Regions from separate parts of the Mus musculus genome. Here all the other regions are linked to region 1. The links are chromatin contacts, called in public promoter capture Hi-C maps. All regions are on one chromosome and are shown on one strand. The core of a region is the stretch at or near the end of the contact, and the rest is flanking DNA. Distances in the headings are between cores, read along the strand shown. Region 1 holds the start of Pnoc (prepronociceptin). Region 2 holds the start of Ptk2b (PTK2 protein tyrosine kinase 2 beta). Region 3 holds the start of Clu (clusterin). Region 4 holds the start of Ephx2 (epoxide hydrolase 2, cytoplasmic).

Region 1 (6,627 bases), core at 1,450-3,949:
AAAGAAAGAATTCAGGAGGAGAACTGAGCCAGTCTCTGCAAGCCAACCCGCTGCTGGGTGCTGATGAGCGAGAAATCCACACTGAGACCAGAAGGACCTCCCCGCTGAGCCCAGCCTGAATCCCCAGCCCGCAGAATCATGAGACAAGCAAGGGTTCTGTTCTCTGCCTTTGGCATTAAATGCAGCCCATAACTGAGCCCTTAAAGACTGTAGAAAAGAAACATCTACATAAGACTGTTCAATTGATTGTTGTTTTATATCAGCTTTTATAATACTCATTTTTATTATTACAATATTTATAAATTTTAAAGAATATGATTAAAAAAGACCGTTGAAATAAAGGTTTGAGGGGTTTTTGTTTTGTTTTACTTTATTTTTTTTTCCAAAAACAGTGACTATTGGAAGTCTAGATTCAACATGGCAGGTTCATAGCCGAGGGGGACCCAGAACCTTCTGTGTTTATTTTGAATCGTCTTTAGCCTATGAATTTTGTGATGGCTAATTTGATTGTCAACTTGATGGGGTTTAGAATCACTATGAAAACAAACCTCTAGGTGTGTCTGTGTGAGAGTTTCTCAACTAAGTTAACTGAGGCAGAAAGATCCATCTGAAGTCTGGGTAACAACATTCCTTTGGCCAGGATCTCAACCTGAACATACAAAAAGGAAGGAAGAAAAGGAGGGAGGGGAGTAGGAAAGAAAGAAAGAAAGAAAGAAAGAAAGAAAGAAAGAAAGAAAGAGAGGGGGGAGGGAGGGAGGGAGGAAGGAAGGAAGGAAGGAAGGAAAGAAGGAAGGAAGGAAGGAGAAGAGAGAGGAGAAGAGAAGAGAAGAGGAGAGGAGAGGAGAGGAGAGGAGAGGAGAGGAGAGGAGAGGAGAGGAGAGAAGAGAAGAGAAGAGAAGAGAAGAGAAGAGAAGAGAAGAGAAGAGAAGAGAAGAGAAGAGAAGAGAAGAGAAGAGAAGAGAAACTGAGCTGAGAACCCACATCCATTGCTCTCAGCTCCCTGACAGTGGCCACAATATGACCGGCAGCATCAAACTCCACCCAATTACTTCCCACCATGAAAGACTGCACCCTCAAACTGTGAGCCCACACATACCCTTTCTCCCTTAGGTTGCTTTTGTTGTGTGTCTGCTTCCCAGCTATGAGAAAAGTAGCCATTGTACAGCTTTCAAGCTCAAAGTTGCCTCAAGATCCAAGAGAGCAGCTAGAACTCCAGCCATCACGCGTGTGCTCCAGGAGATAAGCTTGAGGGAGGGAACACACAAGCCTCTGTTAGCTGAGTTGAGATCTTTAAAAGACCTTCCTCAAAATCCAAACCTAAAAACCAGCAGCATGACTTTTGGTGACTCGAGCTACACAAAAGGCTAGGAAAATACAGGGTTTTAGCTGAGTACACTGTCACTTTAAGTAAAATCAAAGACATGGCTCTATAAAGAATAACAAGGGATGGAAAATATTGGGCAGCCACCCAGCAAGAGCTACCACAGCGTGTACAAGATGAGGCTCCATACCCAGGACCAGCAGGGTGCATAACTATCTCTCCACGCCCCATGTCATGCAGAAAGCGTGTACTGGCTGCTTTGACCGTAGTGACCACGTGGACCTCAGAGAGCTCTGTGCCAAGTGGGCATGCTGGTTCCCTGGGCCTTTTCACTAGGAACATGTGTGAGTAGGAATTTCGTTTTCAGGGCTTGTTCTTAACCTGGGCAAGTGTTTGCTGTTCACTTTTTGTTGAGATAGAATTCCTACAAGGACAAAATTCACCATTCTAAATAACTCTTTCATCACACTTAAAAGAAACTCTGTACCCATCAGTAGCCAGGGCAGGTGCTTCCCTGAACCCTCCTCTGCCCAGTCCCCAGTCTACCAAGAACTAGACTTGCCACCTGAACAGGTGCTTGCTCTCCTCAGATGATGAAAGCCTTGCATTCTGGAATGTTTCAAATCTTAGGAAAATGAAGAACAGGGTCCTGGTGCAGTTCTCCCAGGGGCAGGGAAGGGAGATCCTCAGAGATGGGGTACACTCTGAGCACTGGGACTCCAGCTGCCTGGGTGCCACCTGTCCGCAGGCCACTCCCTGCCTGGGCTAAGAAGAAGATTTGGGTTCCACAACAAGGGCTGGGGCATCTTCAGCAGCCTGCAACATCCTAAGGTGCAGCGGCAGCTTGGAAACCTCCCAGATACCAATGTGAGACTTCAGGTAGCACCGATTACAGGAAAAAGATGGTGAGATAGGAGAGAATGTGGCACTAGCATTTAATAAAGGCCTCTGCGTCCCAAACACAAACAGAATCTCATCGCTCCACTCCCGTCTTGGGAGTTGGTGCACCCATTCTACAGAAGGGAACCTGAGGCCCACCGGACATGCACCTGCTGCAAAGGAGAAAGCTGCAGTCTCAAAGCCCCTGCCGAGCTTGTGCTCTGATCTATACTGTGCCGCGCTGTGAGCACCTGTGGAAAATGCTTCCAGAATCACCCCGGTGTGGCCTAGCCCTTGCCACCCCAATGGGGCCAGGACATTAGGAGGGGTCTCAGCTGAGCCAGTGGGAGCTGGGCGTGAGTTCCCCCTCCCTCCTGTGTGCTGCCTGATCCTCACTCCTCAGGCGGAGAGGTTATTGGAGAAGACTCCAGGTTTTGGGGTCTGCCTTATCCCTTGTCACCAGGAGTCTGTTTTTCTGAGTGACTTGCCAGCTCTCCCTAGGCTGGCCATCCTCACAGTGGCTCTGAAAGCAGCCGGAGAGGCAGCTGAGGGATCCTAGCTGATCGGGAGTCCAGGTGAAAACAGGCTAGAGGCTGCGTTGATGGGAGGCTGGCATGTCACAAGTCTGAACGCGGAGCAGGGGAGGGGGCCAGGCAGGCAGGATTGTAGTTGGGCTGTTTGGTTGATGAAGGGGGTCAGCGTAGGCATGTGTCATCATCGAGGTAGGCAGGGAAGGGGAGGGCTGTGCGTGGGGGGAGGATATATATGCTGGTGTGGCTGACACAGAGGAACAAGCCTCACATCTGAGAGAACCCTGAAACGGACAGCGTCAGGTAGGCAATGCATGTGGCCCCAGCAACCAGCCGGTCGACAGTATCTGCCCAGAGCCTCTCCGGAGAGCAGGGCAGTCTGGGCAGCTCCTCCACCCCTGTCTTTTGTCCACTGTGGCTGCTTGCTGGCCTCTTGTGAGATTGTGGCTTCATTCATCTTCTCAGTGTTCCGATGGTGGAGAAGGGGGAGGGCTGAGGGCTGGCTAGTCTCAAAGAGAAATGCGAAAGAAAGCTGAACTTGGAAATGAGGAAAAGTTTTGCTTCCCCAGTTGTGGCCGCTACTGGGTGACGGATACACATGGAAGAGGTGGCTGCGGGCGAGAGGGTGGACACTGGGAGGGGGCTTGCCATTCAGAGGAGCCCTGGGAAGCCCCTGGAGCACACCTTATGTCGGATTTTTGTTCTGTGGCTTCCTGCCCTTTGTGCAAACTGTCGTCTGGTGTCATTGAATCTGATGTCATTCTGGTTCTCTTACACCTTAATGGAAATTGTCAATAATGTGGGGAAAGACAGATCCAAAGGCTGAGCTTCACCTGAGTCCATGGCTGAATGCAGTCAGTAGCCGGCAGGGTGATTTTCGTGGTCGTTTTTTTAAAGGCATGACCTTGGTCCTCTGGATCCTGGGTTGTTCCCAGGTATCCTCTCTTCCTTGACATCTTTCTCCCCACTGCTCGTCTGTCCCACCTAAAAGGTCTCTGCCCAGATTGCATGGAACTCTCCCAGGTCAGGGAATCTGAACTAGCACTGCTTTCTCTCAGCCTCCTCCTCCTCCTCCTCCTCCTCCTCCTCCTCCTCCTCCTCCTCTCTTTGTGTATTTCTTTCCCCTCCCTTCTCTACTCATCCCCTTCTCTCCCCCATCTCCTTTTGAACTTGGAGAAGTTCGGGGGTGGGGGGATTTCAAGTAAGGCAGGATGATTCGGAAAAGGGGGCTATTTAAAGCATGCTGCTTTGGACTTGAATACCCCAAGCCTGGGCTTAAACATCTGTGTTTAGCTTCCTCCAGCAGCTCATAATTGCCCCAATTATAACCAATAACATTGTTCAGCAGACTAACAAAAGCTGAGCTCCACACGGCATTTGCCAGCAAGCCCAAACGAGAGTTTCCATCTCAGAGGGAGAAAAGTAACTGCCCGGCTTCGTATCAAAACCTCCCAAAGAGAACGCTGTGATTTCTCGCAGCCTGTGGGTGGATGCTGCACACACCCCTCCCTTTTCTCATTTGTGAAGCCTAGCAGGGAGATATTCTACAAGCTTCCATCAGTGCCATGATACCTTAACAGAAAGGAGTCCTGTTCCTCCGGCTCGCTGAGTCTTCTGCAGGAGAAACTGCCCCAGACATCATCTGAGTCAAGGATACAGCCGCACGTCTCCAGGTGACCCCCAGCACTGTCTGTGGAAAGTGCTCTGGTGTAGCTAAGGGTCATCTTCTTCAGGAGTGGCCGCCGCTGCCTTATCAGCTGAAGTCTGAGGGCACTTAGGGCTGCAGAAAACTCAGCAGGTTTTGCATTGCCGGTGAAGGGAGTAATTGCAGGATTAGACGTTAGCCGAGCCCGAGAATGGAGCTGTCACCAAGCAATTCCGTCTTCAATCAATCAGGTATTTATCAGCTACACCCCACCAGGCAAGGGAGGCACGGGGCTCTATAGACTCAGCAGAGATGCTAATAACAGCACTTTATTTGTGCAATGATTTACGCGCTTCACACCCATTATCTCCAGCAACAACCCTGGAAGGCTAAAAAGAAAGAAAAAAAAATCATTATCTCAAGAGTTGCAGGAACAGGACCCAATGCAGCAAGCGCAGCCCGGAGCAGCTGTCCCAGGTCTGATGCTCACTCCCCTTAAGATCCGTAGAGCTTGTAAACTAGTAGCAGGCACACACCACTGACTGTTAGGAAGCAATGCAAGATAATGGGATAGCACAGGGCTGGGTGTGATCAGTCCTACACTTGAGGTCCAGAAAGTCAAAGCTGGATGAATTTAGGGTACTTCCTCCGGCAACTGATGCCAGTGGGAAGAGAGGTAGAATTCGCATGGGAGAGGATGGATCCAGGGTTTGAAAGCAGCTAGGACAAAAGCCCAAAGGAAAGGCAAAGGAATTGATCTTTCTCTAATCCAGGAATGGCGTACATTAAGCTAAACTTGGATATATACTTATTTCATCACACACACACACACACACACACACACACACACACACACACGGTGACCATGACCAGTTTAATCCTGTATTGTTCAATCCTGTATTGTGTACTTACAATGATATGCTTCGAAGACCCTTCCTTCCCCCCTGACTCCTCCACTCACACAGACCATAAGGAAATGTTTGTTTCCTGTGCGCTGGGTCATCAGATGCTTTAGGAACAAAAGAACACATCTCAGGAATGAGCATCATCACGACATCGGCTTTGGGGGGCTTGAGTTCCTGAGAACAAAGGGATCTTTGAAACAGTTCTGTTTCGATACCTTCATCTGCTCCCACCGTCTCACATAGATCTTACATTTTAACCACAAACTCTAGCTGTGATAGTTGGGGCACACCAATTTGAGGGAGCAAGGGGACACAAGTTATTTTCTGAGCATCATAACCCTCGAAAGGTTACACCCACTTTGAACCTCAACTTCCCATGGCCCTGGGTCTGTCAAAATCCTGGCAGCTGCCTAGGCACTGCAGCAGCATAGACCAGCCAGGTAGGGAAAGCTGGGCTTGCCTTCCTGCCAAGCAGACAAGGCTCTGCAGCCTACAGTGTCACAACCAGCCTCTCTCCTCCTCGTGCTGGTCCTGTGATCTTCCCCCATCCTGTCACCCCATTCATCCTTTCATTCATCCAGCTGAGAACGTGCGTGGGTTCCTGAGAGGAGCAGTGCACGCGCCTGTAGCACTCAGTCACCAGCTTTCTCCCAACTCACCATCAAAGTCACAAAATGTGAATGAACCTAGACCAGTAGTCTCCAAAGGGGCTTACCTACCCAGATACCTACTAGGCGACTAGAAACTGAGGTGTTAAATTGGTTTTTATCTTATTACAACACACACACACATTTCCTCTGCAGGCACATATTGAAGCTAGAGGTCAACACCAGGTGTCCTTCCTCCTCTACTGTTCTCCGACATATTTACTTGAGCAGAATCTCTGACCAAATCTCAGAAGCTCAGAGTTTAGTTAGAGTGACTGACAAGCAAGGCAGCAGGCTCTGCTTGTCACTGTCCCCAGCCTCAGCACTGGGGTTACAGGCACACAATACCACTCCTGGCTTTTTACACGACTTCTGCAGAATCCAAGCTCAGGCATTCATGTTGTGTAACAAGCATTTTATAGACTGAACCATCTCCCCACCCCCTAAATCTTATCTTTCTTAATTTCTCCATTAATGGATTTTATAAAATATGGAACATGATTTGAAGAGATTAGGAATGTATGTTCAAAACTAATTGTAAGAGTAACTGTGGTTAATGACAACTTATTCTTCACTTTAAAATAGCCAGGGTAGAGGACTTAGAACATTTGCTACACAAAAGAATGAGCTGACTGCCCCGATCTAACTGTTACACAGTGCACACCGTGTGGAAATAATACACCATACCTCCAAAAACGTG
Region 2 (6,953 bases), core at 2,200-4,699, 860 kb before region 1:
GACCTTAAGAAGCATCTGCACTATGTATCAAAAGATGGCCTAGTCGGCCATCACTGGAAAGAGAGGCCCATTGGACACGCAAACTTTATATGCCCCAGTACAGGGGAACGCCAGGGCCAAAAAGGGGGAGTGGGTGGGTAGGGGAGTGGGGGTGGGTGGGTATGGGGGACTTTTGGTATAGCATTGGAAATGTAAATGAGCTAAATACCTAATAAAAAATTTTAAAAAAAAGAAGCATCTGCACAACAAAGGAAACAATCACTGAAGTGAAGAGACATCCTACAGAATGGGAGTGGGATGGGGTGGGGCAGGGAGGGGTGAGGTGGGGGAGGGCTCTGCCAGCTACATACCTGACAGAGAGGATTAGTATCCAAGCTACATAAAGAACTACAAAAACATCACAAAACTAAATTGTCTGATCAATAGATGGACAAATAAACAGTTCTCAAAAGAAGAAGTACAAAACCATCAATAAGTACTTGAAAAGGTGTTCAACATCCTTACCCATCAGGGAGATGCCAATTAAAACTACTTTCAGAGCCGGGCGTGGTGGCGAATGCTTTTAATCCCAGCACTCGGGAGGCAGAGGCAGGCAGATTTCTGAGTTCGAGGCCAGCCTGGTCTACAGAGTGAGTTCTAGGACAGCCAGGGCTATACAGAGAAACCCTGTCTCGAAAAACAAACACAAAACAAAAAACCAAAAAACCAAAACAAAACAAACAAAACTACTTTCAGATTCCATCTCACCAGCTAAGGCTAGCTGGTTAACAGAAAACGTCTGTGTCATTCAGCCATAAATCCTGAGGAAAGAGTTGAAAGAATACAAGTTAGACACCACAGAGACTCTTGATGTCCATGTTTGCTGGATCTATATGCACAGAAGCCAAGGTATAGAGTCCACATGGATGTCCACCAACAGATGAGTGAGAGAAGACAATGTGGTACACAGACACACACGAGTTTTATTCAGACACAGAGAAGAACAAACAATTATGTCATTTTTTTTCTGAAAAATAAATGAAACTGGACATCACTGTGATAAGCAAAATAAGCCAGACTCAGAAAAATATCAAACGCTTTCTTTTATATGCAGAATATAGATTTTAATAATTATATAAATTGACCTTGGTGGTGCTGGCTGCTTATTCTTCCTATTTAGCCAGAGGAAATAGTGAGACTGTCTAGGGCAGCAGTTCTCAACCTGTGGGTTGTGACCCTCTTTGAGACTCAAATGGCCCTTTCACAAGGGTCACCTAAGATCAACAGAAAACACAGATATGTGCATTGTGATTCTTAACAGAAGCAAAATTACAGCTATGAAATAGCAACAAAGGTTATTTTATGGTCGGGGCGGGGGGGGGGGGGTCACCACAACACGAGGAACTGTACTAAAGGGTGGCAGCGTAGGAGGGGTGAGAACCCTGGAGGAGAGTGAACACCAGCCCAACAGGCAAGACACTGGGTAGTGAGTTAGCAGCAGAGTACCTGTTATAATGAAATATGCTCGTTTTTTTAAGAAGTGACCAAAAAAAGTGCTCAGAGAAGTTTGAAGGAAATAATATGCCAGGTAAAGAATACAACGTGTGTGCACACAGAACAGAAGACCTTACTAGAGCAGAGATATGGCTGTAGTTCATATGTGTGCCCACATGAGGGCAGCACACACAAACCCAGCTAGTCTTCAACAGTCAGCCAGCTGCCATTCCCTCAGGTAGATCTCGCTTTACACCACAAGACGCTTTACCCACTCTTTCCCAAGTGCAAGGATTCAGAAAGCCACCCCCTGCCAACACCTTACGCCACCCCACTGCTCACACCCTCTGGTAGTTTTTTTTGTCCTGTGGTCATGTACCCCATACGCTGTTCACAGTCTTCACTGCTCCCCCAACTCTACCCCTCCACTTGTCTTTGAGTGCAGATAGTTGATAAATGGGGCCCTTCAGGATGGTAGAGAGGGTCCTGCTGGCCCAGCAGATGGCAGGGTATATTGTGGTGTTGAGGCATTTGAGGGTGGGTGACGCTAGCTTTAGATAGGGTTTTTAGTAGACATGGAGGATACAGCTAAAATCTACATTTTGTTACATCTTAAGACATATGAACTTTATAGCTTTAATTGATTTTATGATTATTGCTATTGGTTTTTCGGGACAGGGTTTTTCTCTGTAGCCTGGCTGTCCCGTAACTCACTCAGTAGATCATGCTGGTCTTGAACTCAGAATTCTACTTGCCTCTGCCTCCTGAGTTCTTAATTAATTAAGTCTGCTTTCTCTTGAGAAGCCATCACCACCACTCTGAAAGATGAGTGTTGGTAGCTTCTGATGGTCTCCTGGGGCAGCAGGTCTGTTGAACTTGGAGGTGGGGTAGGGTGAAGAAGTGTCATCATGAAAACTGTGGCTTTCACAGGGAGTTGGGCAGCTTGATGTTGCAGTCTCAGGACTGCTACTATCAGAGACAGAACTGTGACTAAACCCCAAACCCCAAAGGGCACAGGATAAAGATGTCTGGGGCAGGGTCTCCTGCTAAGTCCAGCTCACTGACCTCCACTTAGGAGAAAGTCAGAATCTTTCTCGGGCTAGAGAAGTAAATGATGTCGCAACTTAGTACTTTAGATCTGCCTCAAGTACCACTGCCTTACTGATGCAGTAAAGAGATGGCCAGCCTCTTCGGAGGGTCACGGATACAAACTGATGCAGGGAGAGGGCCACAGAAGAAAATCATTGTAAGGCTTCTCTAGTCTTTTCTGGTTTTGTTGTTATTAATGCTGGGTTGGGGTTGGGTTTTGGGGTTTGGGGTTTTTTTGTTTGTTTGTTTGTTTGTTTGTTTTGTTTTGTTTTGTTTTGTTTTTGAGACATGATCTCTTTCAGCCTAGCCTCATCTTGAACTCACCTCATAGCCAAGGATAGACCTCCAGAGCGTTGGAATTACAGATATCCACCACCTACACTCAGTATTATGCCTTTGGTTCTGGGAATGGAATCCAGGCTAGACACACATTCTACCGTCTGAGCTACATTCCCAACCCCTTCCCCGACTGTTTTGGGACTGTGTTCTGGTCCTCCAGGGTCTGGGCTCAGAAACCCAGTCCTAGGTGTTTCCAATCCTGTACCAGTCATATCGGGCATCCCTAATATTTATCTGACCTAGGGTGAGGGCCATTTCAAGGTGTGGAGCCATGGGGGCCACTGCTGAGAACATGGGTCAGGTCTGGTGACTAAAGGCTGCAGAGAAGGGTGCCTGGAAGAAGCCAGGTGTGGTAGGAGTTGGAGGTCAACCAACTGCAAGAGGTCCGGAGCACCTGAGGACCCCAATTGGGGCCCTAAGGCAATGGGCTCTGGCCCCCGGGTCAGCCGGGCAGCTCCAGGAATTGCAGGCGGCATCTATTTCAGAGTTTATGGTAAGAGGTTGGAGCCTGCACACACAGACAGCACACCCCACCCTTTAAGGAAGTGGAGAGGAGAGCAGCAGGGGTGTGGTTAACGACCGAGAGGAGGAGGGGGAAAAACAACCTGTCAGCCTCTTACTCAGCCTCTGCAGGCAGAGCCGCGCGTCCTACCTGCGGCGGCTGCGCTCACCTGGCCCAGCCCGGAGCCCTGGCCCGAGTCCGCGCCTCGCCCGAGGGTAAGTCCTGCGTGTTCCTACCCAGCGCCGGGGTCAGGGACACTTCGATCGCTCGACTTAAGTGGAAAGCTGGAGAGGGTCTACAGTTCCAGTCCTTCGGGAAGCTTGAGAATTCCTGGAAAGGTAGCCAAGGACCCAGAAAGTCGGAGGCGCGGAGCAGGTGCTTTCCCTGAGCTTGCCGCCCTGAGCTAGGGGGTTAGGGAGGGCGCTAGAGAAGGCATCTATTTTTGGAGTTCTTTTTAAGACTAAAGGGTGTTTCTCCCTTTTTGTCCTGTTATCTTATTCAGAGAGGGGCGACTAGGGGCACGATTGAAATCGGCTCAGCAACAATGCTTGTCTCTAAAGGTTGGATTTGGGAACTCCGAACCCAACCGAGGGCTTCAGAACCCAACTTCAGCTCTAGCTCAGACCTCTGCCCAGGCACGGCGCGCTCTTCTCCACAGTGCCCTTCGGCACCCATGTGGCCTATCTTCCCACCCCTGCACCACCCCTATCCCCAGCCTCTGGGACGTTTTGTTTTTGTTTGTTTGTTGTTTTTTTTCCCTGAAGCTGGAGCTTTAAGACAAACGGGGTTCTCCAAGAGGAACCATACCATAGTGTGTGTAGTGTGTGTAGTGTGTGTGTGTGTGTGTGTGTGTGTGTGTGTGTGTGTGTGCGTGTGTGTTCGTGCTGAAGTTCCAAAGTTCACACCAGCCGCACTGGCTCATTTTGAAGCTGCTTTCCCCATGCCCCTTGAGGGTTAAGTTCTGGGCTGCTGTTCCTGCTGCCAGGCTGTGCGTGGGCAAAGCTTTGGGTGGGTGAACAGCGAGCATATGGGTGACGTTCTGAGGCCCACCAAGTCCTGCCACCTGCCCTCACCCTCAGCCAGATGACACCAATATCTCCCATCACCCCTATACTGGAAGCAAGATTCCGATTCCGCTGTGCTCCTTGAAGAAACCAAGCTGGGACCTGAGGGTTGGGTGTGTGTGTGTGGGGGGGGGGCATTAGCCCGGGAGAATTGGAAAGCAGGAGGGAGAAGAACCTTAGCAGATCTTGTACCAGTCTGGAGCCCGCTGAGACAATGCATGGTTTGGAAAGGGTAGGGGTACCAGGCAGCCGCAGTGTGCTCAGGTCAACAAACTCTTGCGGTTCACAGTAGCTACCGGGTGGGGGCGGGGGCGCAAGAAATGCAGAGCAGGGGGTGGGGGAAAAGTGACTCACGACCCTAGGAAGGAAGGAAGAAGTCACATTCATAAGAAAGACCTAACTTTGGCAGGACAGTCTGCCTTCTTTCTTTCACTTACTAGCATCCTTCCTGAACCCAGGTACTCCTGTCAGGTGAGGGGAGACGGAGGAGCCTGTAGCTCCAGCTGCCCAGCTAGGGCGGAGCTAGGATGGGCGGGACTGTCGTGAGAAGAAATGAAGTTCCACCAATTACAGTGCCAGAGGGTGGGCAGGGCTGGGCAGGGACAGGTCCTGAATCTGTGGCAGAAGCAACTAAGAGAACTGAAGATCAATAGGGATTAACTAACCGAGGAGAAGAAAGCAGGTCAGAGCCTGAGAAGTACAAATCCAAGGGCTAAGAGCGGCAAGAGATACCGGGGAAACCGAAAGTAGCCAAGAAGCCCATCTTGTTAGGAGCCTAGAGTTCAGGGGCCAGGAGGAGCTGCAACCTTAAATAGAGGATGCTCCCCAGCCTAGGAAGGCGTGCTCAGGCTGCCATGGCAACTCCTCTAGGAGCAAAGCTTGGAACCTCAGGCTGCTTGAAACTTCCCAGGGTGCCTCCACTCCGGGATGGAGGTGCCAGATTTAGCAAATGAAAACATGGGGCATTCAGATTTGAATTTTAAATGTACAAATGTGTTGAAGACTTGGTTCTCAGCGTTAAGTATGTCTCATGCAGTATTTGGGATATACCTAATACTCCGGCGTTACTCACAGTTTATCTGAAGCTTTACTGGATGTCCTGAGTCTGTCTGGGACGCGGAGGCTGATGTTCTTCCGTCTAGACTGCGAACTAACCCAGCACCTCAAGAGCAGGCTCAGGGCATATTTATTTTGTGACAAATCCTGACAGGTCCAGTTGGAGGCTCATTCTAGGACTGGTCATGATATTGCTATTGAGAGAAGAAAAGCAGCACCCCAGACAGCTTACACATCTGCACAGCCGAGGGAGGGTCTAGGGACCGTGAAAGCAGCTTAGTCCACTTGGTAGTAACTTGGAAAGACACTGGACCAATGGTCCTAGATTCAGACCTATGGGGAAACTGTTGGATTCGCTGAGCCTCAGAGCCTATTTGTCGAGGTTTAGGGTAGGAGCCTTGATAATGTATGAAAGCCCCACTTGAGTGCTATGTATATTAACTTGAAACGACACATTCACAGTGACGGAAAGAGCATCCACAAAGTGCCTGGGGTGCCATCTTCTCCTGTTCGAATTTATAGAGTGTCTGGAGACCGCAGGGAACCTGCATTGGCTTGGTTCCTGTTTCTAGTGAGAAAAGTTTGTCTCTCAACAGAGGCGGGAGGGAGAGTGAGACAAAGTTATTTCCTCAGGGTTCCTTGCCCATCCAGGACCCTGCTTCAAAGACAGAAGAGACAAAGGGCTCTCTTCCTGGAGGGCAGCAGGTGGGGAGAGAGGACTGGCTCAAACCTTAATTAACTGGAGAGAAATATGGATGGATGAAAAGAAAATGTGCTCAAAACACCCAAAAATGCACCATAAAATTAGGTTTTCATTATCGTTTGTTTTATAATAACTTCCTTATTAGAAAACTCAAGCTGGGGCAAGAAGAAGGAAGGGCACCCAGTGAAACAGGTTCTGGCTTTAATGAGAACATTCCTAAGGAGACCTCCTAAAAGGGGAGAGAGAGAGAGAAAGGGAGAAGAGAGGGGAAGGGGGAGGGAGAGGGGGGAGGGAGATGGAGGGAGGGAGGAAGGGAGGGAGGGAGAGAGAGAGAGATTCCCTTGTGTACTAATGGGTTGTATTAAACGGTCCTTTTCTTCAGTGATGAATCTCTGCCTCCCCAGCCCAGCCCATTTTGTCCCCAGTCCCTTAAGGGTGCCATTTATCCGATAGAAATAGATATATTCTGCCAATGAAACATTCAAATGATATGTTGTTTATATTTACATGCCCAGGGCTGTGCTAGATCTCACAGAAAAGGCAAGTGTGGCTACAAAGGCCCACCAGGTTTTCAAGGAAAAGAAGCATTACACACACACAGAGAGAATGTGGATGCATGTGTGGGGTGCAGGCCACACAATCTATCAGAAGTCATTGCTCCCCCACACTTCTAACTAAGATGGACAAAGTTCCTCCTAGCATTCCTCCCAGAGTTATCATGCCCAGC
Region 3 (7,010 bases), core at 262-2,761, 540 kb before region 1:
TGAAACCTCATTTTAATATTCTTTCCTTGACAATAAAAAGTCCTAAATCTCTCGGCCTTGGTTTCTTTATCTGTAAAATGGACCTGATACAGACCTCAAAGAAGCGATCCTCTATTCAGTAAAGCTAAGAACAGACTCCCTCTAGGTCTGCTGGTAATATGGACTCCGGGTCAGAATCTGCTAGTCTCCCAAGTTTCCCGGCGCTGTGGTGTTGTTGTTCCAAGGACAACGCTGCTCAGTTCAGCCCGCTGCCTTCCCTCTACACTGACTTACTTCCTGTCTTCTTTTGGAGGCTGGCCTACTGCCTGGCTGCCAACTACCCTGGGTGCATCAGCCCCACCAGGGCCAAGGACCTCCTTATCTAGTAGGAAAACATAGCCTCTCCCATTGTGGCGTATTTTCTCCATTTTTTTCCAATGCATTTTTATAAACCATCCCTTCATAGGTCCTGTTTTTAAATATTTTTAAAAGTCACACATTTGCTGCTGCCTAATATTCCATTGATTGACTACCATTTGCAGTTTGTTTTACTATTCTCACAGGGTCGGGCACTAAATTGTATGATCCTGTTAAGAGAACTTGTATAGACTCTTGAATTCCTAACTTCTTCCTTTAAAAACAGCACCAGCACCATTTTTAAAACTGGGCCCAGAAATTCTGGAAAAGCCAAAGGGCTTCAGTTTCTTATTCATATAACGTTTGGAGGCTGAGCCTCTAATGGTCTCCAGGCCTCAGATTACCATCTATAAAGTGATCCGGTGGGATCAGACGTCTCGGCCTGGTGGAGCATTTCTCTAAAGAACTGGATGAATGCAGTCAGCTCAGCAAAACGGGTCTGGATGTCTGCAGCACGTCTTTAAATACACAACATCTTATTTATTATGCGCTGTCCCAGGAACTGAAAGGGAGGTCCAAATGCAATGACTCATGCCCAAAAGACAACAGCCACTACAGAGATCCGCACCTAGTCGCGGCGCTGAGCCACTCGCACCCCTGCGCCTCCCGCATCGTACGGCAGGCTTCAAGCCTCAGTTTCCCCATTTTTGCAAAAGGAAGATCTTTGTATGTGGCCTATTGAACAGCTGTGAAATTGTGATCCGGATTAAAGAACACGGAGACTCCCGTGTCTGAGCCAGCGTGCACCCCCTACCCAACCCCATGCTCGGCTGTCTGGTGATGGGGCTCTAGTCACCTCCCACTTCCCCACGGCTGCGCCAGCTTTCCACCTAGCTGCTACCCTTGCCCTCCCATCCCTGCCGGTGTGGCTTCAGCGGCGCTGGGGTAGGAAAGGTGCAGCTGTCTCACCGGTCTGCGGCTTGGCTCCAGTGCGCTCCTCCTGGTGACGCGGGTGGTGAGCACCGGGGAAGCGCCCTATTTATAGCGCTCTGCTCAAGTACACCCCCTTTGGGGCTGGCTGCAAACCTGCGTGACTCACGCCCAGAGAATGCCGGAGAATGCACCAGGAGCTTTCTGGAAGCCTAGAGGTGGGGGTAAGAGGCGCAGCACCCAGCGGGGGGCACCAGGGGGCGCATGGGCATCACAAATGACCGCATTGGTTGCTGTAGGGCCCCTAAATTGGTGGCTCTAATCCCTGAGAGCTACCAAAAACCTCTCAATCAGGCCCCAACAGAAGAGTCTTAGAGGACAAGGAATCCACACACTACACTGGCCTGCTTCCAGCCCAGAACTGGCACAGGATTCCACCGCCCGACGCCCACCTTATTGCATGTTCATCTTCCACATCCTTCCACATCGTTCACTCCTTTTCTTTGCTCCCATTTTAATGGGAGAGTAACAGAAACATAGAAGATGGCGTAGGCATTGTGCTAGGGAAGAGTATACACGAAGTACTTGGCTCCCTAAACGCTGCACTGGGCTGCTTGCTGGTCCCTTGGCAGACAGATGGAGGAAACAGAAGCGGGTTAAGAATGAGACAATGATACATCAGTAATCCCGAAGGCCTCTGCTGTCCCTGAATTCGTAAAGCCTAAGCATGGCTCCCACGCACTTGGGACCCAGTCAAGCAGGGTGGGCTTCACTGCCTCTGGACCTAGGACCCTCACACCTGTTTTCAAGTATACTACCCCATTTTCTTAGGTGATAGAGCCAATGGTAAGGTGTCTATGTTTCTGTAAATAACTGCTCACCGCATGCTCCTGTGGGCAACACTAATGAAATTTATGAGAGGAAGAGAGAGAGAAGAGATAATGGGAGGAAGAAGAGGACAAAGAGGACACGAAAGAGAAATGAAGGAGGGGAATATATATATATGACTATGCCATTCTTAAACTCATTATGTATAATTAATATATACTAATTCAATTTTTTAAACAAAAACTACTTTGTCCCAGACTTGGAACTCACACTGGTTTCTGAACAAGGAGCCTATGGTGGAAGTTCTCCGTGGAGCCCTGCTGCTGAGTAGCTGGGTCTGTGACCAGAGGTGCTGAGAGGCACCCTAGCTGCTTTTTGCTGAGAACAGGGACACCTGTTATGGGCATCTCTGGGAAGAAGGGACAACCTAGAAGCCCCCACCATGCTACTTCTCGGGGGAGAAGCTGAGCTTCCCACTCTGAACCCTGGAACATCCGTGTATCAAATCCCAGCACTCGGGAGGCAGAGGCAGGCGGATTTCTGAGTTCGAGGCCAGCCTGGTCTACAAAGTTAAGTTCCAGGACAGCCAGAGCTACACAGAGAAGCCCTGTCTCGAAAAACCGAGAGAGAGAGAGAGAGAGAGAGAGAGAGAGAGAGAGAGAGAGAGAGAGAGAGCCTGGCATCCCCCTCAAGCTGTCGAGGAACCAATGTAGGTAACACAGTTTGGGTGGCAGGCCTTGAAAACTATGTAAAAGAAACAGACTTGAAGGAGAAATGTGTGGTCGAGGTCTGTTTCCCGTTCAGATCTTTAAAGGAGCAGCCATAGGGCCAGATTTCCATTTGCTCAAGGCCCAGAGACTATGGTGATTTGGTACTTTCCCAAAAGGCAGCCTACAGGAAATGTCTAGGAATGGTCAGAACTGGGCTAAGGCTGGCTACAGTCCCAGCTGTTCCCTGAGGCACCCAGTGCCTTTAGACAAACCACTCTGCCCTTGGGCCTTAGTTTCTTCCGTCTGGGAAAGATGAATCTGAAATGAGTCCTCACTAAGGCTTTCTTTAGCCTAACCTGATTCAATGCCAAGTCTGGGAAGATAACTAACCAGAAAAACAGAGTCAACAGAAACTTGGAGGAATGTTCCCCCCACCCCACCCCCAAATCTTCTTTTTGTTTTCTTTATAAAGAAAAATAAAAAGAAAGAATTATCAGTAATAGCTACATTTTCTATGGACACCGATGTCCTTGTAATGTTTTTCTGATAGCAGTTCCCTCCCTGTTGCCTGTCATGGGCACAGGGTACAATAGCAAAGTCTCTAAAAGTTCTCCTTTGGAGATTAGGCAGGAAGATGTGCCTTAGTCAGCAGAAGTAGGGGATCCGGGGAGAGGGAGATAAGGAGTCCCCTGCCACAGTTACAAGTGTCCACTTTTCTCCTGTTCCCAAGCACACGAGGTTTGGGAACTCAGCCTTGAGCAAACGGACACAAATCTTGAATGCACCTCTTGATTCACGTGTGTGCCCGTGGGCATGTGTGTGCACTTGCATACATGTGCACGTGTGAGACCACAGGACAACCTCAGGTGTTCCTCCAAAGGTGCCTTCCAACTGTTCGTACCTTAGGCAGGCTCTCTCACTGGCATGGAACTCACCAGCTGTACAACAATCCATAAGATCCTGTGCCTGCCTTCCCAGCTCTGGGGTTATAACTATAGGCCACGTTTTAGACGGGTACCAGGGATCCAACTCAGATCCTGAGCTTCTGCCTTACCCACCACCTCATCTCCCACCCTGAGTTTCCAGTATAAGACCTGGTTGACCCTCTTCCTACTTGTATATCAGCAACTCCTCAACCCCCAGGAGTTCTCCTACTTCTATTTGGATGTTCCCAACCTGAGAACTGGGTATTTTCCTTGCAAGCAATTAATTCTTTAGGAAAGCCATCTTTGCCGGAGCTCCCTGGTTCCTGTAAAGGGCTGGCCCTGAGCCCAATTCTGTCCTCAGAAACACACACACACACACACACACACACACACACACACACACACTTATATCTCCCAAATCTGCTCCCCCTGAAGGCCTGGAACCAGAAGCTCATTGCTTGTCTTCATCTGCAGACTCCTCCAGGCTTTGGCCTTCTGACCTTGATGCTCTTGAAACCCCCCAAACCCAGCTCTGCGTTTGTCAATGCCAGGAGTGACCTGGCCATGTAGAGCAGAGTAGGAGCACCCACTTCCTTATCCTGCATACTCCACATTGGCCTTGAGCTGGGAGCTGAGTCACGGGACACGTGCAGCTGTGACAGCTTCAGCCTGGTTTCTTTGCTCTGTGGTCTTGGGGAAGAGTGTTGGGGTAAGTGCAGAGCTTCGTGGGGATCTAATTTTTTCCCCCTTTAAGCTTTGCTCAGCATCTCTGGCTGCCCAAATGTCTTTGCATCTGAGTGTCTACTTGGTGTCCTTTCCTGTACACCTCCACAGCCCTGCCATTAGCCGGCTCAGTGAGCTCAGCACGCAGCCAGGCAGCTTCAGCTACCAACACAGCAATGCAGACATGGACACAAGCAGAATCCCGTGACCCTCACTAAGAACCAGTCTTTAGGCAGTGATTATTTAAGGGCACATTGAATCAATCACATAAAGAAATCACGGATAATAAAATCATAAATAATTGACTCTGCCAAAGGTAGAGGAAGACCCCTTAGGCTCTTTTCTTGGGCATCTGTGAGCTCTAGAAACAATTCATCGGTTGGTCCTTCTCATCTGGGACTTCCCAGGAGAAAGGTTAGTGGCTACTCAAGCCTGAATGACTTATCACATGCCTGGGAAAAGATGATGGTCCTTAAACCATCTTTAGCTTTCCTCATGCTGTGGACAGGCTATGCTTTCTGGATTTCACTTTGAAACTTCTCAGTCACAGCCTTTATCTCCAAACGTTAAGCTAATGGGCCTTGAAAAAAATTGACCCACAGATCTGCTTCAAATCAAGACTACTTCTATAATCACTTAGCACCCAATTATTACTTCATATATGTGCTTTGCTGTGGAACCAGTCAATGGCTAACCAAAAGATTACTTGGTAGCTCTAAATATTACCAATGAGGACCAGGGACATAGCTTAGCTGGCAGGCTTGCCTAACGTGCATGAGGATCTTGGTACAATTCGCAGAACCACATACTCCAGTTGTGATGGCACATGCCTAGAACCCAGCTCTCAGGAGGCACAGGCAAGAGAAGCAAGATTCCAAGATCATCTTTAGCTCTATAACAAGTTTGAGGCCAGCCTGAAATATATAAGATTCTGTCTAAACATTTTAATTAAATTATATTAAAACTACCAATAGATGAGTCCTCCCCATCAGAGATATTTGGTTTAATCTGTCACAGCATCTAGATACATATATAGTTAATATATACACTGTCTTACTTAGGGTTTTATTGCTGTGAAGAGACACCATGACCAAGGTAACTCTTATAAAGAACAACATTTAATCGGGGCTGGCTTACAGTTTCAGAGGTTCAGTTCATCATCATCAAGGCAGGAAGCATGGCAGTGTCTAGGCAGGCATGGTACTGGTGAAAGAGCTAAGAGTTCTACATCTTGATCCAAGGTAGCCAGGAGAAAAGGCTATCTCTCTTCCAGGCAGCTAGGAAGAGGGTCTCAAAGCCCACCCACAAAGTGACACATTTCTTCCAACAAGGTCACACCTACGCCAATAAGACCACACCTCTTAATAGTGCCACTCCCTGGTCCAATCTTATTCAAACCACCACATATATACAACATGTCTTATATTAATACATATGTAACTTATTAATATATTATATACACATTATACACATGCATACATAAGCACGTACACACACACACAGAGCCAAGTAAAAGCAGCCGCAGTTTGGGAACACAATTTGCAAAGTGCTGGCTTATGCTCTACTGTGTTTGATCTTCTCTGTATCACAGTGTTACTCTCTCTACAGAGAGCATGGGGGAAGGGGACTCAGAAGATCTCTGGCAGGTGTTTGCTCTCTCTGGCTGAAGCCCCTGCAGTTTCCTCCATACAGCGGCCTCCTGTGTCTTATTCCTGAGACAATATCCGATACAGAGTCCTTTCTTCTACAAGCCAACTCCTCAAACAGCCGAAAACCCAAATTGTATCTGATCTTACCCATGTTTCCCTCAACCTACTTCTCACATAGGATGCCAAATACCTCACTCTCTTCATCCCTACCCCAAACATGCTCCATTTTGTCTTTCTGTGTGGCTTTTAAACTAAATACGGGACACCTGTTTGGGTGACCAGGTAACAACAGTAGCAAACACTTTCGATTTGTGATTTCATGAACCCTGTCTCTGCTCACTTTTGTATGGTGTTATACAATACTGTGTTCCTCACACCGATGTAAGCTGACCTGTGGGGCCGGCTTGGAGATACAAACATGCAGACGTTGCTGGCTCCAAATTCCCTTGGAGATTTAAGGAAAAAAAAATGAATATACAGTCAGTAACCAATCACCCTATCTGTCTTACTGTCAGCTTCTCCTGAATTTCATGCTTCTAGAATAGTATGTGTGTGGGCAAACAAACATGTAAGTAAAAGATAGATTGCTGTCCCTTTTTAAAGACAGCTGCCTTTCCTGTACACCCCCACAGCCCTGCCATTAGCCGGCTCTGTGAGCTCAGCACCGAGTCTCTAAAAGTTCTCCTTTGGAGATTAGGCAGGAAGATGTGCCTTAGTCAGCAGAAGTAGGGGATCCGGGGAGAGGGAGATAAGGAGTCCCCTGCCACAGTTACAAGTGTCCACTTTTCTCCTGTTCCCAAGCACACGAGGTTTGGGAATTCAGCCTTGAGCAAACGGACACAAATCTTGAATGCACCTCTTGATTTCATGTGTGTGTCCGTGGGCATGTGTGTGCACATGCATACATG
Region 4 (6,451 bases), core at 3,913-6,412, 700 kb before region 1:
GGGTTCTGGGGATCTGGCAAGAGAGGGGAGTTTCCATAGGTTTCTGGGAGAACAGAGAAGAGACTAAATAAGAGAAGAAGAAAAAAAAAGAGCTGAATTTGTCAGCTGGTCATGGTAGACTCTGATGATGTGATATTAATGTCTGTGTCTAGAAGGGTCTGGGAGCCAAGGTGAGGATTCTGGTGCTCATCCACTTGTTCCCCCGCTCCCCAGGAGCACAGAGAGAAAAGAAAACAGCAGAACACTAGAGGTAACCTCAGCGGAAGCAGGTTCCTTAGGTAAGAGCCCCAAGCCAGGCAATAAGAAATGGCAGGAGCAGGGAGGCCAACAGGAGAGGAGGGGAGAGGAGAAAGGGCAAGGGCATGGTGGATTTTTACTAATGATGGGCCTGAAGTTCCTGAATGCTCAATGGATGTGGAAGACACTTTAGAAAGGTTTGGGGGGAGGGTGGTTATGAGTAAGAAGTTTCCTTGTTGGCAATGACAGAATATATGTGTGGGCCTGCGGCAGCTTGGGGAATTGAACTCAGGAAACAAGCAAGAGTAATAGCTGCAGCCCAGGTGGGAGTGCAGGACCCTGAGGACTATGATCTAAGAGGACTCTGCTCTACAGCTGACCACTGAAGCCATGGGGTCTGTACCATCCCTGCCCACACAGTAGCTGATGGAACTGCCATTCGAGACCCTTCTCTCGTGTCCTCCTTTGGCTCAGAAGCTCCCATGTGTCCTCTGGACTGATGCCACTGAGCTAGTGAGCCTGGCTCACAGGTCTTTACCTAGATTCGTACTGGGAATAGAGTGAATGGAATTTAATTCTGTAATTCTGTAATCCAAGCAGCTCTTCTATCAAAGTTCATGAGCCTGTATCTAAGCTATCTTACAGTGTTCTTGTTTACAGGCCTGGAGTTTTCTTCTAGTCACATGAGCAGAAAGGGGATTGTTAAGACATTTGGGTAGGATGCAAGAAGCCAGTTCAGAGACCCTACTGCCAGGGGCCAGAGAGATAACTCAGTGGATAAAGGCAACGGCCGCCAAGCCTGATAACCAGAATTCAATCTCAGGGACCCATATGGTGGAAGGTCTAGAAACTCTACAGCCAAAACACCACTGTAAGAGTGATCACATGATGATACAGTTTCAACAAGGCTATTGCTGGGCCATCCTCAGGTACCATGTCCACTCAGAACTAGACTATAGATGCTCCTCTATTTCAGCCTCCACAGAAAAACTAGATGCTTCCACTCCCACCATTGCTGAAAGAAAGTTCCAGCACATACCCCCGTCCCCTCAGGTCATCCATTGTCATGTCTAGTCTCAGATAGAGGCACCAGATCCAGTGTCCTATGACCAGTCTTGGGTGCGATGCTTTGGGAATTGCAGCACCTGTGGAATCTACCACAAGAAGGCAGTGGGCAGAATGTGAGAACTATCCTAATTAGAGAGAAGCTGTTTGAAGGAGCTGTGTGGCTCTGAATGACAGATGCAGCTTCCTGTCTGTGGGTGACCACAGACACTGAACAGCTGAAATATAGTGATGGACATTCCTCGTCTCAGTCCTCTGGAAGCAACTGGCCCCATTGGGAATTCAAAGGTCCCATGAACCGTACTCACCAGTGGCTCTTACCTTTTGTCTGCTACCCTTACAGATGCGTCCCAGCTGCATACAATAGTACATGGTTCATAGTAAGTACTTTGTATATATTTGCTGAATGAACCAAAGGAATTTCCCACTAGAAATAGCATACGATTAACAGACTAAGCATCAGGCAGAATGTGGACTCAGTGCCTCTAAGAAGTTTGAGCTCAACTGAAACAGTCACAGCAGAGAGAGCTCTCAATGTAAGTGCCTCATCCAAAAAAAAAATCAAGTGAGGTTGGGGGGCGATGGAGAGGCGCCACAGTGGTTAAGATCACTGGCTATTCTTCCATCTGGATTGCACTCCCTCAGCACCTACACGGTGGCTGACAGCTGTCTATAACTTCAGTTCCAGGGGACCCAACACCCAACATCTTTCTGCCAAAACAACTAAAACCATCTCCTAAACCTTCTTCCTGAAATTATTTGAATCCAATCAGGAATGTTACAAAGTCATTAATTCATCTAAACAGCATTAATTCATGAAAGTTCATCTTCATGTTGATCTGCAGGAAATGTACCCAAAGGATGCCCAGGACTCATTAGACTATGTAATGATAGCAGGAAAGTCATATCATCAGGGAGAAACAATCCTGGGATGAAGTCTTTCAGGCTGTGCCTCCCCAGAGTGCACCCACTATAGCCATGGAAACAGTGGGCTATCTCCAGGAAACTCACTTGCTAGACAGAGCCTGTCCTGGATGGCTTCTGTCAGTTGGGGGTCACCACAACATGAGGAACTGTATTAAAGGGTCACAGCATTAGGAAGGTTGAGAAGCACAACTCTAGAGGCTCGCAGAGAGTTGCTGGGCTTCGGTTTCTATTTAAAGCTTGAAGAAGCTAGTTCTATCAGTAGCAAAGAATCAGCAGCAGCAGCAATGGGGGAAATGAACTTCTCAAGAGTGAAGGCTAAGATAACAAAGCAGTGACCCTTCCTTCCAGGTCTTTTTATCTGGGCTGCTACCAGAAGACGCCACCCACATTTCGGATAGGTCTCCCCTCACCAACTAAGCTGACCAAGACAGCCCCCCATCCCCCCAGGTATGCCCACCATCCAACCTCATTCAGACAAATCCCCATTCTGAGTTGTGTCAAACTGACAACTACAGATTTCCATCACGCTAACCAAGGATGATTGCTGTTTGAAGATGGAATTTCATTTTTTGAGACTTCACAGTTTTCTTTTTAAGGAGGGGTTTGTGAATTCCATTTTTCGTAGCCATGTTTTTCTTCTTTGCTTTGTAACTGTTATACACATATTCATTTGGCCTCAGCAACACTCTACCTGTCAGAATGTAGAGGTGTGCAACAGAAACCACGTTTGCTTTTTCAAACCCATGATGTATTAACTATGAGTAATTGGGAGGTGTGTTAAATATTGATAATTGTCAGAAGTATTAAATATGGGTGATGAAACAGACATATAAAGTATGAGTCATGAGGTAGACCAACAAAATCTCTGAAAGGATTTGTTTCCAGGCAGCCAAACCTTTAAGAAAGAAACACCACCAGGGATCTAGAAGCTGCTACCTCTGCCCCAGTCAGCTGACTGGGAACCAAGTCAGAGCATGTGGCTCAGTGGGCAGCCAGGGGTAAGCAACTCTAAGGTCTTTGGATGGAGTAGCTGGGCCAAGGTTTGTGTTAAGTAGTAACATAGGAATCTCCTGTTTGGGGGCCAACTGTCTACTATCATAACAATACCAAAGGTTATTAGCTTAGAGAAGGAAAGGGTATTTTCTGGTTCACAGATTTGGAAATGTCTTCCCACGAATGGTTGACCTCATTGACCTCAAAGCAACAGTACATAACAAAACCTGTCACCTCAGGGACAGAATGCAAAGGAGAGAAACAATGAGGGGCCAGGGTCCCAATATATTCTTGAAAGACGTATCTCCAATGACCAGAAGACCTCCCTTGGGCCTTCAACTCTTCAAAGTTTGGCTCTCTCATAACAGTGCCATTGGTTGGGGGTCAAATCTTTAGAGAAGATTTAACCAAGTCATAGGCTCTTGGAAGGAGCCGTTGTTGAAGGTGAGACCAAAGCAGAGTTCAGCCTTAGTCTGGAGCCTTGGAGGACCATTTCATGGCCAAGCAAAGTTGTTGGATGTGCAAATCTGGAACTCAAAGGAAAGTCTGTCAAATCAGAGACTTATTTAAGAGTTTGTATACAAGCTTATATATGCAGCTGAGGTTAACACTGAGTGCTTGAGCCTTCTACCTCTGCATCTGGAATGCTGGAATTACAGGCAGACGGGACCATACCCAGCTCACGTTCTCTCTCGTTCTGTCTTCAGGCCCAGGACCATCTCCTTCCTTCCTTCCTTCCTTCCTTCCTTCCTTCCTTCCTTCCTTCCTCCCTCCCTCCCTCCCTCCCTCCCTCCCTCCCTCCCTCCCTCCCTCCCTCTCTCTCTCTCTCTCTTTCTTTCTTTCTTTCTTTCTTTTTTTTTTCTTCAGTTTTTCAAGACAGGGTTTCTCTATATGGCCCTGGCTGTCCTGGAACTCACTTTGTGGCCTCGAACTCAGAAATCTGCCTGCCTCTGCCTCCCAAGTGCACCACCATGCCCAGCTATCTCGTTTATTTCTTAAACACTCCATCCACTACAGGCACTCTCAAAAGACCCTTTCTGTTCTCAGGGCAACACCCCCACATTTTCAGCCACTTTCCATTTCTTAGGTGTGAATCTCAGAAAACACAAACTGCCCCAGACAAGACTTGAGGCAAGAAGAGGAAGTGTCTGAAAGACTCACAAAAATTAACCCACAGTAGGGCCATTTCCCACCACCTAACACGCAGCAACCAGAGCAAAGGAAGAAGCCAATTCCCGGTTTCAGTAAGGGAGGCAGTCTTTCACAACAGCCTTGGACTAAACGGTGGATTTGTTAATTAACTCATTAGTAGAGGAGGTTTCTCTTTTTTCTCTTAACTAGGGAGAGCACTGGGCCAAGGGGCAGGAAGGTTCCAGAAACCTCCAAGAAGCCCAGCTCACTTTTAAACAATACAGTGTAGAAAAAGGAAACAGACTCGATTAATTTCTTTTAATCCTCAAGAGAAAAAGTATTCTGGGTTAGCACACCAAGACAGGAGGCTGTCTTGCATTCCAGAAACACTGCTAGAAGAAGCAGGCAGATGTGAGGGGGTTGCAAAGATGTGGACCACATTTAGAGAAGAGGGTCCACAGATCCCAACATACATGGGATATGCCAATCAAGACCAAATACTGAAGGAGAAAATGTTTAGAATATTCCGTCTCCTCCAACCTGCCTCCTCAAGACCCCTCTCTCCCCATACCAAGCCTGTTTCCAAACGGTCAAAGTCTGAGAATTGGGGAGCCTTGGCAGGGTTTCTAGTCCTTAGGCTAAGGAGGAAAAAGTGGCCAAGACCAGGATTGACACTTGGGTGGGACATCCAGCAAGAAGCTCCGGGCTAGGCAGCTGATCAGTAGGCAGGGCAGTGTCAGTACTGGGCGGGGCGGGGCGGGGCGGGGCGGGGCGAGGGGCGGTGCTGAGATTGGCACGACCCTAATCTTAGGTTCCCACAGCCAGCCTCCCCACTCTAGGCCACAGCCTTCCAGCTTCGTGTCTGTGTCAGCTTGACGCTGCAGCCCGGGCCGCCATGGCGCTGCGTGTAGCCGCGTTCGACCTTGACGGAGTGCTGGCCCTCCCCTCTATCGCCGGGGCTTTCCGCCGCAGCGAAGAGGCCCTGGCACTGCCTAGGTAAGGGGAGCCGCGCTGGGTCAGTGTCCCGCCTGGTGCCCTGTCCATACGTCCAGCCCAGGTTTCAAATTGCTTTCCAGGTGAGCCTGGGCAAGATCAAAATCATTACCTGGTGTTAAAATGCCAGCGTGCACGAGTAGATCTATTGCCCTTCTAAATGCTAAGTAATTAAAACTTGCTTTAAAAAAAAACTCCTTCATGAAAAGAGGCGTTATTACCATTTGCTGCCGGATTAATGCTACTGAACTGGGTCTTTAAAATACCCGCCGCGATTTACAAGAAAGTTCAGTCCTAGGCCAGCGTTATAGGAGAACTAGTGCAAGAGCAGGTTACAGAAATGTCCCACAGCCCAGGGAAACGGGAACCTGGGAGGCAGTCACTAATATCAGAAAGTAGTAGCTCTGATTCAGACCGAGGAGGGAGGAAGCAGGAAACAGTAGAAAATGTCTGGAATAAATATATCAAAATATCCAGACATGGGACTGGAGAGACGACTAAAGTTAAGAAAGTGCTCTTTCGAGCCACCATGTGGTTTCTGGGATTTGAACTCAGGACCTTTGGAAGAGCAGGGCAATAGTGGCACACGCCTTTAATCCCAGCACTTGGGAGGCAGAGGCAGGCGAATTTCTAAGTTTGAGGCCAGCTTGGTCTACAGAGTGAGTTCCAGGACAGCCAGGGCTACACAGAGAAACCCTGTCTCGAAAAAAAAAAAAAAAGCAAAACACAAAAACAAACAAGAAAGAAAGAAAGAGAAAGAAAGAAAGAAAGAAAGAAAGAAAGAAAGAAAGAAAGAAAGAAAGAAAGAAAGGTGTTCTTGCTGAACTTTTGAGGCCCAGCAACCAAGTCAGGCGGCTCCGGCGGATCTGACTCCCCCTTCTGACGTCTTATGATACCTGTATGCACAGATGCACACACAAACACATAATTTAAGGCCATTGTTTAAGACAGGGTTTCTCTGTGTAGCCCTAGCTGTCCTGGGACTAGCTTTATAGAGCAGTCTAGCCTCGAACTCAAAAGAGCCGCTTGTCTTTGCCTTCTAAGTGCTGAGACTAAAGGCACCCCCACCACCCAGCTACATGTAATTTAAGAAGTAATAACAATA

What was found. Promoter capture Hi-C pulls out the DNA fragments that hold promoters and counts their contacts.
Region 2: a contact with region 1 is called in a promoter capture Hi-C map of stem cell-derived epiblast-like cells, with 4 times the contacts expected there. The contact joins the promoter of Ptk2b here to the promoter of Pnoc in region 1.
Region 3: a promoter capture Hi-C map of embryonic stem cells shows a contact between it and region 1, with 2.9 times the contacts expected there. The contact joins the promoter of Clu here to the promoter of Pnoc in region 1. A contact is called at or near these places in 8 of 39 promoter capture datasets (the C10 cell line, the HPC-7 cell line, HPC-7-derived erythroid cells and 6 more), 3 of 15 datasets of contacts at CTCF or cohesin (embryonic stem cells, large pre-B cells and stem cell-derived epiblast-like cells), 18 of 484 Hi-C or Micro-C datasets (B cells, the C3H10T1/2 cell line, the G1E-ER4 cell line and 9 more), 1 of 115 datasets of contacts at active chromatin or transcription factors (astrocytes) and 2 of 9 other capture datasets (embryonic stem cells and liver).
Region 4: a promoter capture Hi-C map of hippocampal neurons shows a contact between it and region 1, with 2.7 times the contacts expected there. The contact joins the promoter of Ephx2 here to the promoter of Pnoc in region 1. A contact is called at or near these places in 2 of 39 promoter capture datasets (cranial neural crest and hippocampal neurons).

What each region holds. Positions count from the first base shown.
Region 1 is chr14:65,421,544-65,428,170 of GRCm38.p6, reverse strand. Pnoc (prepronociceptin) reads left to right here and starts at 2,699. Exons shown (of 4, transcript NM_010932.2): 1 at 2,699-3,033.
Region 2 is chr14:66,277,548-66,284,500 of GRCm38.p6, reverse strand. Ptk2b (PTK2 protein tyrosine kinase 2 beta) reads left to right here and starts at 3,449. Exons shown (of 31, transcript NM_001162366.2): 1 at 3,449-3,618.
Region 3 is chr14:65,962,984-65,969,993 of GRCm38.p6, reverse strand. It overlaps Clu (clusterin), which reads right to left and starts at 1,511. Exons shown (of 9, transcript NM_013492.3): 1 at 1,306-1,511.
Region 4 is chr14:66,123,233-66,129,683 of GRCm38.p6, reverse strand. Ephx2 (epoxide hydrolase 2, cytoplasmic) reads left to right here and starts at 5,162. Exons shown (of 19, transcript NM_007940.4): 1 at 5,162-5,349. The coding sequence starts at 5,249.